Regions from separate parts of the Zea mays genome. Here region 2 is linked to region 1. The links are chromatin contacts, called in public Hi-C maps. All regions are on one chromosome and are shown on one strand. The core of a region is the stretch at or near the end of the contact, and the rest is flanking DNA. Distances in the headings are between cores, read along the strand shown.

Region 1 (6,275 bases), core at 322-2,821:
CTAATCACAAATAAGTCCATCCAAATTGGTCCTAAGCCAAACACTTCTAACTTTGGCTTGCAAGTAATGCTCATAATAAATACATTGAGGTCAATTTATATAAAATCTTCATATTGTTAGACAAACTTTATGACAAAACCGGATAATCATATATTTGTGATTAGATAAAGTACCCAGTTTTCCTGGAATATTACTTTTTCCATTCATAAAAAACAACATTCTGCAAATAGGCTCTAGGAATGACTCCCTCAATCGAAAGCATAAGTACAACAACAAATGGCTGGATTCTTAATTTTTTCAACCGCATGACAGTATCAAAGGAAACACATCGAAGACATGCCCTAAAGGGGATCATTAGCAAGCAAAACTATAATGTATGTTCAGAACATTTAGGTCAACACCCAAATGCAGATCTAACATTTTCACATAACTTGGACAGACTCAGTACTGCACTGTCTTAGGGCCTGTTTGGAAGCACCCAGTTTTTAAAAATCTAGTTTATAAAAACATGTGGTTCCAAACATATCAGTTTATGGCCCAGTTTATAGAAACTGGATTCTCGGTTTTTTAAAAAACAAGAAGCTAGCATTTCCTAGCTAAAACTAGTTTATGAAAAACTGAGATTGTTCCAAACATCATTAGACAGCTTTTTTCATAAACCAGATTCTAGAAACCGGAGACAGAAACTGGATTCTTATAAACTAGGTTGCTTCCAAACATGACCTTAGTTATTAGTTATACTGTGTTGGTTCCAACAGATAAAATTGAAGTATTGACCAATACAACTTCAAAATTTCTTCACATACGCTCAAAAACAAGCATAAACCAGCTGGGTCTGAACATATATGAAAACTAATTTAATAACAGATTCCCGACATATGATTCCAAATCGGCTTGGTTTGAACATATGAAACCGGAAAAACAACACCTACCTGCTTGGTGATCTTGTGCACCACCTCGTCGTCGAGCCCATCCACCACCGGCTCCGTCTTCACCGCGGCGGGCGGGAGCATCTCCGCTTCCAGCTCCGGCGCCTGTTGCTCCTTGGCAGCAAATCCGCTGCGTTCACCGATAGGCGCATAGTACTCGAACGGCCGGGGCTGCGGCGCGGAGAAGAAGCCCCCACGCGGCGGCGGGGGAGGCGCGGCGAACATGCGGATCACCTGCGGCGGAGGCGGCAGCACAACCGCCGGCGCCGGTGGCGGCGGCCCCCGCGGCACGAACTCCGGCGCCTGCGCGTTGAGGCGACTGGAAGAGCCGGTCCTCGGCAAGCCCACGGGCCGCTCGGAAGCCGGCTCCTTAGCGAACCAGCCGGCGGCGATCTGATCAGTGGACCCCTCCATCTGCGGCATCTAGGCTGGGACTTGGGTACACGAACGGAGCCGGAGCGACAAGATAACGGCCGCTACCGCTGCTAGCTCTCGTTGTAGGCGCGCGCGGATGGAAGCTCCCTAGCAGCAGCGGCGGCGGTGAGGGGTACAAGGGCTTCGGTAGTGGCGGAGAAGGGGAGTTCTCAAAAGGGTAGGGTTCCGACGAGATCGGATATTTATAGTACTGACCCTCACAGGTTTCGGGGCTTGGGGCTTGCATGTAAGAGCATCTGCCGCAATGTGTCTATAAAAATAGTCTAAAATATTATATATATATATATATATATATTATAAGATTTAGATTACCAATAAAAAATTAAGCTATAACAATATATCTCTAAATATTTACTACTACTTATTTAGGCAAGTAGTAGTCTATAATTCAATGTTTTGTCATTTTTATTCTTATTTCATGTTCTTCCATTCCTGTCGCGTGTAGGCGGAAAGCGCTCCTCACACCGCAGGGGCGCCTCCCTCTCTCGCACTCTCCCTCAACTGCCCTGCCCCTCTCTCATCTCTCCATGAGATCCAGCCCCTCCCCGAGATCCTGCCCCACCCCTCCGCCGTAGCGGGTCCATGGCCCTCCGCGTTTGGAGTCGCTGGAGAAGTTGTCGCGGCCGTAGCAGTCGACGAGGGCGGCGCCAATCTTATCTGTGGATCGGATCGCTCGTTCATCGGAGAAGGCATGTCCCAGACACGGGCGGAGAAGAGTGAGCGAGATGCCGATCAAGATGCCTCGGGGTTTGTCGTTCACTATGGACACGTGGACCCCAGCTTTGGCGTTGAAGCACCACCAGACCACCTCGTCGGCATCACCACGACCTAGATTAGTTGTTTGGGTCGGCGACCGATGCTGTGGGAGCAGGACAAGGGGAGCGACTCATCCTCCGTCTCCCCCTCGCCACCGCGCCAGGCATGCTACTTCGGCTTCTCCCCTATGAAGCCACTGCATAGGGTGTTGTCGACCAAGGGCAAGAAGGAGGTCCACCAAATACAAATGCTCTTGACACAATGAATAATGCTACACCCATCTAGCATTTGTACAGAAAACACACTGCTCGTGGTTAGTGGTCACCTCTAACGGCTGTCGACCTGCCTATGTGATATTGATAGATATTTCTGCAACTGCTGCTTGTTCGTAGTACTAATGAACTTCCTCACGGGCCCAACAGACTTCAAAGTAATGTTTTAGATTGATGGTGCTCTCGATGCACGTGATGTTCGTTGGCGCTTTCTTCATCCTAGATCCGACCCTCGACTAGCAAATCCACGAGGAGCCGTGGTACGACTCTCTCTCTCTCTCTCTCTCTCTCTCTCTCTCTTTGATTTTTTTTCTAAATTTGGTCGTGTACCTCTACTTGATGCGAAGAAGCGTGTTGTAGACCTTTCTTTTGGGCTCTATGTTGCCTGTTGTCGAGTAGTATGTTTTTATCTGTCTTATTGCTCTTTAATTGTTTGTCTAATTTGTTTGCGGAAGAGCCTTTTGGGCTGCTTGCAATTGTTTCTTCATTTAATTGTTGATATAATTGAATGGATCAATTTATGGCAATATTGAAGGGTAGGACATGTCATTCAGAGATCATGTCTATCAAATAGTTATACATTGTCATAGTCCTCGGGCAAGTGTGCATAGTGTCAATTATTCTAAAATTACCTGACCTATAGTTGCACCTTTGTGTGTATTTTGGACCGGGAGGCCATGTGCATGTGTGTCTATGTTCTGTATTTCACATGATGCCCAATGTTGTTGCCGATGAAGAGGGGGTTGGTGCTGCTGTTTTGATTGGGTCATGTTCTCCAGTTAGCGGTATGTATCGCTTAAAAGCATTTCATCACCAAACTTTTTTTGCACTGCTTGGATAAAGAGTGAATATCTTATCCATGGATTTTTCCTACGATCATAAGATATTAGCTATTGTGGGACGTTCATTTACAGTCTAACAATTATAGTTGAATGGAACACTTTAGGTTAATGCTAGAGTCGGTCAGGGATCTTACTTTATTCTTGTTTTCTATATATTCAAACTAAATTACGCTTTTTGCAACCTGTGACAAAGATTTTGACTAACTTTACTTTTTTACCTTTGCGTAGCTAGAAGAGGAAAAATAGAAATTTGTACCACTAGATAATTATGTGATCAGGAGGAATATAGAAGGCGTTGAGCATATTTGCCCACATATCTCCATAATAACAATTTATTCTCCATGTTGCTTCCAACTTAATGCAGAAAAGTAAAATAAACCTTGTTGATTGGACAACTAGAGTACAACCAGTCTCAAATTCCAACTCTGATTGGACATTGGAGGCTATGTTAGGATTGGAGGTAAACAATTTTTATCTGAATAGGATTGTACCATATTTGAATGTTATATTAGGCAATAAGCTGTGATTTTGGTGTGTAGTACATCACTTCACTAGGAACTCCACATCTCAGAATACATATAGGGCCCGTTTGTTTCCCTTCATTTTAAGGAATTAGAATTTAACTAATGCAATAGGCTATTTTTTAGAATGTGATATTCCACAACTTTCCAAAGTGTATATATAAGCCTATCTCAAATTTATGGGGTGAGAGATGGAAATTAATTCTATAGATTTACATGTTACTTGTTTCTCTATAACATAAATGTAGCGTATAACTATCTATCTAATATGATTTAGGATAACATAAAAATGCATTACATGAATAAATAAATAAATATAGTAACTCAATTAGTTTTGTCTAAATTATAATTATTTAAAATAGAATTCATTTCCAACGAAACAAACGGGCCCTAGTGTTTGAGAGTATATTTGAAATAGTTAGGTAAGGCAGTCGAAACCTAACGATGGTTTCATGATTAGTTGGATGCAGTCAATTTAGGGGAGACTGATTAGGGGCAACTATGAAAATTTGGTGGACATATACATGGTGTCCTGAACTAGCAACTGCCATAGTTGTTTTGTTGTTTCATACTCAATAAAGGAAAACTTGTATTTTCATGAGGTTCTTCCTACTTCTCTCATACTGAAGTATGTTATTTTCATTGTAGCAGCACAAGCTCTTATGACAGCGACCGTGAGGTATCTGGTAGATCACAGAAACATAAGAAGAGTAGCAGATCAAGAAAGGTACTGATCCAGTGATTTGTGCCAGATGTTTTCTTTTAGGTTTTTATGTGCAGCCGTGCAGGCAACTATTATGTCTTTGGACTCATTTCGTTCCCTTATGTGACAGTCTAGAGAGAGGGAGCGGAGCGAAGATAGACATCATAAACGAGACAAGAGTAAACACGAAGAGGTAAATTTCCTATTCGTAATTGTAGTCTTTCTTTGTTCTTTAATGTAGATTATGTCACCTTTTAGTTAGTTTTTGGATAAATACTTGATGATCAACAATAGTTACCAGTAAATCATACAACTTTCTAAATTGTCCCTATGCTCTACAGGTTCTGAAGGTTTTGTCATACCCTATAAACATCACAATGGTGCAGTTTGCTATTGGAAGTGTCATTGCTTTGTTCATGTGAATCACTGGTATATATCCTTAAAAGGCCAAAGATTTCTGGTGCCCAGGTGAATATTTAGTTTTGTTGGGCAAACTTTTAGTATAAACATAGTGCATCAAAATTAATGTTAGTGTTGTTCTTGTTTCTCAGCCTTTTGATATCCTTCTCTAGCTATTGTCCATACCATGCACAATCTTTTCACAAACATTAGCGTTGGAAACATTGTAGTGTCATTTGTACATACTGTAAAGACCATGAAACCTTTCTTCTCCGCTCTTCTTTCAATAATATTCCTTGGTGAGGTAAGTTTTTGTTCAGCTCTGAAACCTAATAGTAACTACATAACTCTTTGCAATATTATTAAAGCACTCTTGCTTAGTGCACTCGAGCTTGGACGAGCACATCTCTAGATGGTTCGGGGCTTTGAGCTAGACCAGTCCAAGCACCAGTGGGCGCTCAACCACTATTATGAGAGAACTGGACAGGTTATCCCCCACGTTAATTTATTGTTCTTTTGTTTGTAGTCTATAGTGTGATTGTGTGATGATGGTTTCAACTTTCTAATGATTATTCAGTTAGTGAAGTAAATTTGACAACTAAAGTAAATTTTATTATTTTTTCAACCAAAATATTCACATTTATTTATGTACTGTCGTGTTGACTGTTAATATTCAAAAATGGGTCCTCTATATTCTATCGGTTGTGTTGATTGACACATGTCCTTGTGTATGGCAGCTAGGTATTATTAGTTGGTCAAATATAATTTTGTACATTATCTCTAATACTTATTAAGGTAGCAAGGGGTAGGCTACCATTCAATCATGTCACTATAAACTTTTGTATGGAAGCATAGGTCCAAATGACAGTTTAATCGTGCTATGTTTTCCTTGTGCTATTTGACTAATGCATTTTCACTATGCTGGATCTATGTTGTCTCCATCACCTGGGCATCTGGATGCGACATCGGTAGTATACCGCTAGATATATAGGGAGAGTGCACGCAAGCAGAGAAAGAAGCCTAGCTGGAGGAGCTCCAAACAAAAGGCACCCGCACCAGGCGTCAGTCCAAGAAAGGCAAGAGAATGCGAGTGTCTTCCCAGCCCTGGACCCACCGAAGAGACACAACACCACCACCAACTACGTAGCATATACCGACTGCTGCCACGCTACGGGCATTAATTGTCCAATATCTTAGACCTGGACTTCTCATCGCTAAGATAACCTAAGCGTGGCAGGCGCCACCATGTCCTCCTCGACGACACGCACGGAGAAAGGTCAGGAGCATGACCGACTCACCCCGTATCTGCGTCGACGAGCGTCGGTCGGCTCACGGCTGCGACCGTGGGCGGGGGTAGTAGTAGGTTAGGGTGGAAGAATAGGGTGAAGGCAGGGAAGACGAATGGGACGTCCGACGAC
Region 2 (5,988 bases), core at 1,022-3,521, 210 kb after region 1:
TTTTAGTCTATATAACTAAATATGGTAGAGACTAAATTTTAGTTCCTAACTAAATTTTAGTCTCTAGACTAAAGAAACCAAACGTGCCCTAGGTCTGAAAGTACTTGCCAATCGACGAAGCGCGTTACGTATTTGTCCAAGTGGCACGCGTTGTCTGAAATAGCAAGATGACCACGAAGATGATCCTTGCGTTGGATAAAAAAAAAACAGCAGCGGCCAAGCCATATGCAGGCGTGCAGACATATACTATCATCTCGGATAAAAAAACAGATCAGAGGATTTGAATCATAGATTAGGGAGGCTGGATATGGCCGTAACGTGAATGAGCATAGCCGGCACGGAGAGAATATACAAATTGCAAGCGTGTGAGGGCTGGTGTGTCATGCGCATGAACGATGATGGCCTGCAGACTGCTGTTACACCTGCGTCTTATAACCGTAAACCATTTTCTCATGATTATACTGAAATTACTATATGATGCCAGCCTCTATCCTAGATCTGTCATGACCCTCTCAGTTTAGCCACACAAGGGCTTGTTCGGTTATTCTTTTTCTATATGGACTACATATAATTATAAAAATTATAAATTTTTTTGACTTGCTTAGAATTAAAATCTACTCAATCCTACCAACTTAGACTTTGTTCGGTTAATCCCGTTATCTATGGATTAGATGAGATTAGAAAAAATTAAGAAAAAAGTTTGACTTTCTTGGGATTTAAACCCACCCAATCCCACTCAATCCATGTGGATTGAGAGCTAACCGAACAAGCCCTTACTGGATTGAGACCAAAACGAACAAACTCTAAAGCCTTGTTCGTTTGTGCCGGATTGATAGGTCGGAACGATTCCTAACCGGATTCATTCTCTAATTTATATAAACTTTGATTAGTTAAAACGATTCCGGGTACCATCCGATACAAACGAACAAAGCTTAAGCCGGACATCTTTGCCGTGTAATTTTTTCAGCTTTGCACGGGGAGCGTACGGCCCCACCTGAACTCGCAGCTTGTGGTGAGGATGGAAGCCAAAAGAAGATCCAACGAACCAGAAATCGTGTGACATATCACATCAAATCTGCCGAGTGAAGTATAGCTTTACTGAAGTTAAAATATGGATTAGTGCATTAAACTAAGAAACTAAAACTATGGACTACTTTTTCATAGAATGTTCTATTTAGGGCCTGTTTGTTTAACCCATGGATTATATAATCTAGATTATTTTTGGAGGATTATATAATCTGGATTATATAATCTGGATTATATAATCTGGATTATATAATCTGAGTAGTCCCATTTGTTTATCCAGATTATTTGAGTTATTAATAGGATTCTTTTGTATGAGGAAGACAATAATGCCAATGGTGGGTTATAATGGCAATGGTGGGTAATTTCTAGGAAACTTGAAAGGGTAGTGGGGAAGTGGGAAAAAAATAATCTGAAATAAGCACCTCCTCACTTGCTTATGGATTATCATAATCCAAGAGGTTAAATTATATAATCTCGGCAAATAAGCTGGACTGTTTGTTTGACTCTTAGGATTATTTAATCTAAATTATATAATCTGAGGGGTAAACAAACAGGCCCTTACTCCCTTCCCTATTTTTACCTTAGAACCTTTTGGATTTATCTTTGTTTGGTTCTTTTATATCGGTTTCCCCACATCCGCGAGAACGCGGAAAGAGAAGGGTGCTGTGACTGCGAGTTCATATAAAAGAAGGGGGGCAAAACAGAGAAGAAAGACAAGAAAGAATAGGAAAAACCGAGGCCGAGAAAAAAACTCTAGTAGATACTCTAAAATAGAAGTAATAATATACCAATACAAGAATTAGGGACAAAAAATAGAAAATTAATATTCGCCGAGTGTACGACTTGGTCATTGATTTGTTCCTAGTGTTGTTACATATAATTTAATTACCTCCCCCACGACGAAGTCCGGGACGTAGCTGGGCCTCTCGTGCTTGGTCATACGGCCGCGCATGTAAGGGTCGCACGACACGTAGAGGTTCTTGAGCACCATGGCCGTCGACCCCGGCGGCACGGCCACGCGCGCGGTGCCTGTGACCACCTCCATGTCGTCCGCGCCGGGGAACCCCGTCACGTAGCGCTTCAGTACCACCCGCTTGTTCGCCACCTCCTGCCCCGCCATGGCTGTGCTGCTCTCCGCTCAATCTCAGTCCTGGTTTGCCTCTAGGCGACGGGTGGGTTTCGTTTCGGATTGGCAGACGCCTGGAGAGTGCGGGTGCTGCGTTGTGTGGGGGAGTCCAAGGCGAAGCCTTTTTCTGGCCTGTGGTCCGTGGAGGCTGAGGGTACAGACGGAGTACAGTAGATATCTTCCAACCACTAGCCAACAACGCGCGCCATGGTCCGTTGAGGCGTTAATTTCAGTGACTGGTGCTAGATCTAATGAAAGAAAGTGGTCTTTACTGCTAGTTACGTTAATTACTGATTAAAACAAGATATAACACATGAGTATCAAAAAAATTCTTGTCTATCTATCACAGATTTTATGCTCTAACTTCAACAGATTGTTTGACCAATTTAAAGATGTCAAACGCAAAAAACTCGATCACAACGTGAAAGTTGTAGGTCTATTTTTTCTCTTTCTTTTAGATAAATAGATTGCCTATTTTGGATAAAGAAAGTGGGAGATCAATGGTTTTTTGGCTTTTTGTGGGTTATGTGACGAAACAAAATGAATATAAAGGTAGGATTATACCTCACGAGCAACCTTAATCTTGATATCGCTTGATATAAGCAAGGCCTGATCTTTCGTGAGGTACGATAACTTGATTGAGTGGAGATCTCGATGTTGTTCATCCAATGCTCGGAGCGAACATATCATCGCAATCAATACACCACTATTCCGTTGGTTATCACCTGTGACACACGAATGACCTGGTCACGAAGGCTTATCCCTACAAGAACAATCAAGCACACAAGCAAGAACAGGAAGAACACAACCAAAAATTATGTTGATTACGAGTTGGGGTCTTACAAAACGATGAACGACGATATTGTTCGATGACAGATATGATCTAAGCAAAACCCAAACCTTAATATAGCGGCAACTGCTGATAAAATAGAGGTTAGGGGCGTGTGTGACCCCTGGTTGCACCCCTAATAGGCTACAACACGCTACATGGCCTAGCAGCCCAAGAGACAGTATCACACCACCAAAATAAAATATGAACTCTAACTTGTTTCGATGATTCCCTCTGACTTCGAATGAATTTTAAGTTGGTTCTAGTTGGGTTAGAAATTTTATCTCCTTATATTTCCATCCATATAAAGTCCAACTTAATCGGAGTTTAGATTCATCCTGAGTGTCCGTTTTAATGCAGACTGGTCATGGACTCCAAGGTGGAAATGAAGTTGAGTCGGACTTGGCTTTTTCTTATTGCGAACGTCATAGCTTCTCCTCCTTGACGTTTTAGCCTTTCCCAAGTCCTTGTTGGTCCTTTCCAAGGTTTCTAATCATAAAAACATCCATGGCACCAAGCGTAAGCTCTAAAACACAATTCACTAGGTTAGAATGAACCTGGAGATTTAGCTGTCGTGCACATGCTCGTGTTGTCGGTCCATGCATTGTTTGTATGGGAGTGATGAACTCATCATCCTCTTTCACACTTGGATTCAGGGGTCCAAACCCGGGCGCGAAATCACAAAGTGTGCTAGGATCAAATCTCACACATATGATGACTCATGGTACAGAAACAAATGTCACATCTTTAATCTATAACAGAGTTCTGTATAAAATAGTTAAATAATTACATCATACGAAAACAACGATCCAGCAATTATAGTTGACTGAGAGACGACGGCCTAGACCACTCACGTACTCATCACAGCATCCTTCATGCGCCTCCTCCTGTGGTACCTGTTCTTGACCTAGGGGATGTGAGTACAGCAAGGTTGAGCTCACATACGTTCATCGCTCAACAAGTTGTGGGGAATAATGTGCATGAACTCACCAAAGGTGAGAGCTCATGTGAAGTGTAAGGCTTACCAAAGGATATGGTTACAACTGAGCATTGCTTTTAGAGTTGGTCGAAATTTTATTAGCAGTTACTAAGTGTAAGTAGATACCAACCATATTAAATAAGAGATCGCAATTGATAATAACACCCGCCATGCAATGCATATGAGAGATTAAGTTTACTTCCATAAATTAATCATGTGAGTGTCCGAGTCGCTCATGACCGTGAGCACGACTGATATACCGGTTTTACACTCTATAGAGGTTGCACATATTTACCAACAAGTCATGTTACCCATTTGCCATGGGGTTGATCGGACCCCATACACCTCTACCGAGGAAGCGAGGCAGGGTAGCACTACAAGGCCTTTCCAAAGTTCTACTAGTTCGAGAAAATGCGCTACGGATTCAGAAAGAAGGAAGCATATGAATTCCTTTGTTTAAAAATCTTTATAGACAGTTCGACCCAAGGACTTCCCTATACTCTAGCAGCAATGCCTCCCCGCTTGGCCCTTCCGGGTAAGATAATCTCTCCCTAGCTTTTCTAATTACTTGGCCAAGGGCGTCCCATTCCACCCTTATGATAGCACTGTTTTCCCGGGTGGTTCTCCATGTTCCAATTAACAATATGATCTTATCATGAACAATAATTAAAATGACAACATAATTGTAACATGATCATAATAAAACATTAGTTTCCCAAAACCAAATAGAGCAATAGCAAATCTACCCAATAGTTCATCTATTTGTATGGTGGGGGAATAAACAATGCTAGGGAACCTATTAGGTCCCATCAAATTAAACTGAGCATATCACAGTGATTAACATGAACATTATTAGGTAAAGAAGAGTGATCAAGGACACAACTTGCCTTAGACTTGAGATCCCCAGGTACCCGCTTGCTCTTCAAGTGACTCGTAACCTCGCTACTATTCATAGCAATACAAACAAACATCGTATAGGCAAAATTAAGATCACACCAAACATAAGAACAAACTGCATAATAATGTTCTATGCATCGTAACTAGATCCTAGGTTTGAGAACCACTAAATTCGAAGTTACGGTTAACGAGTTATGATTTTCTGAAGATTTAGGTGTTAGATATAGAACAAATTAAGTGTATAATTCTAACCCATACTTCATAACAAAATAAGGTTGATAGAAGATAAACAATATTATTATGAATTTAATGCAACTAGAAAGGATCAATTTGGAGCTAATTAAAGAAGTTATGAATTTATTAAGGTCTAGGATTTATTTTCTATTTTAAAATCATTTTTCTGATTTGTTTTATTAACTTGAGAGATTGCATTTGGACTCCATGTATTAATTCAGAAAAGACCAGGGTTTGAATCATAAACTTTAGGGCCCTTCCGCAATTATTCTACATTTATTATGAACTTCAGGTTTATATCAAGAATTGCTAGGGACATTAGCAAAAAGGGCGGGCCAAAGGGGTATCGCGTTACTGCAACCGTCCGATCGAAAATGGACCACCTAGATCAAATCATTCCACACAATGAACCAGCGCCATCTACAGGTCGCTGGATGAAGATCCGAACGCCCAAACCTAATCAGTCAAAATGGTACCAGATATGTAATCCTGACCCTCAGATTTGAGATCAACGCTCCATATTACCCTATATCCAGATCTAATATGAACCCTACATCCTCGATCCAACGATCGGATATGGAGGCAAGCGATCTAGAAAGTGCGTCTAATCCTGGCCTTACCTCAGCCGATCAACGGCCATAAACCTTTTCCCCTCCCACACTGGCGCGCTAGACGACGGTGCAACCCAACCCCACGGCGGTGCAGTTCACCGGAGCGCGGTAATGTAGCGTCCTAGTGCGCCAAATCTATACTCGATTTGTCCAAACCTAGAACAGCTCCAGACGAATTCAAAGGACTACATACCGATGTTTGTTATCGCTGGCACAGACAACCCACGGCAATGGGCAGATCCGCGGCGAGGTTGCACGACCGACGAGAAATTCCTAGTGCTTTAGT

What was found. Hi-C and Micro-C count contacts between places; a contact is called where the count stands out from the background.
Region 2: a contact with region 1 is called in a Hi-C map of leaf, with 4 times the contacts expected there. The contact joins the promoter of LOC100285730 here to the promoter of LOC100282075 in region 1. A contact is called at or near these places in 3 of 25 Hi-C or Micro-C datasets (ear, leaf and tassel).

What each region holds. Positions count from the first base shown.
Region 1 is chr10:34,122,973-34,129,247 of Zm-B73-REFERENCE-NAM-5.0, forward strand. LOC100282075 reads right to left here and starts at 1,572. Exons shown (of 10, transcript NM_001154988.2): 1 at 933-1,572. The coding sequence starts at 1,352.
Region 2 is chr10:34,334,220-34,340,207 of Zm-B73-REFERENCE-NAM-5.0, forward strand. LOC100285730 (NADP-dependent oxidoreductase P2) reads right to left here and starts at 2,272. Exons shown (of 5, transcript NM_001158621.2): 1 at 1,916-2,272. The coding sequence starts at 2,146.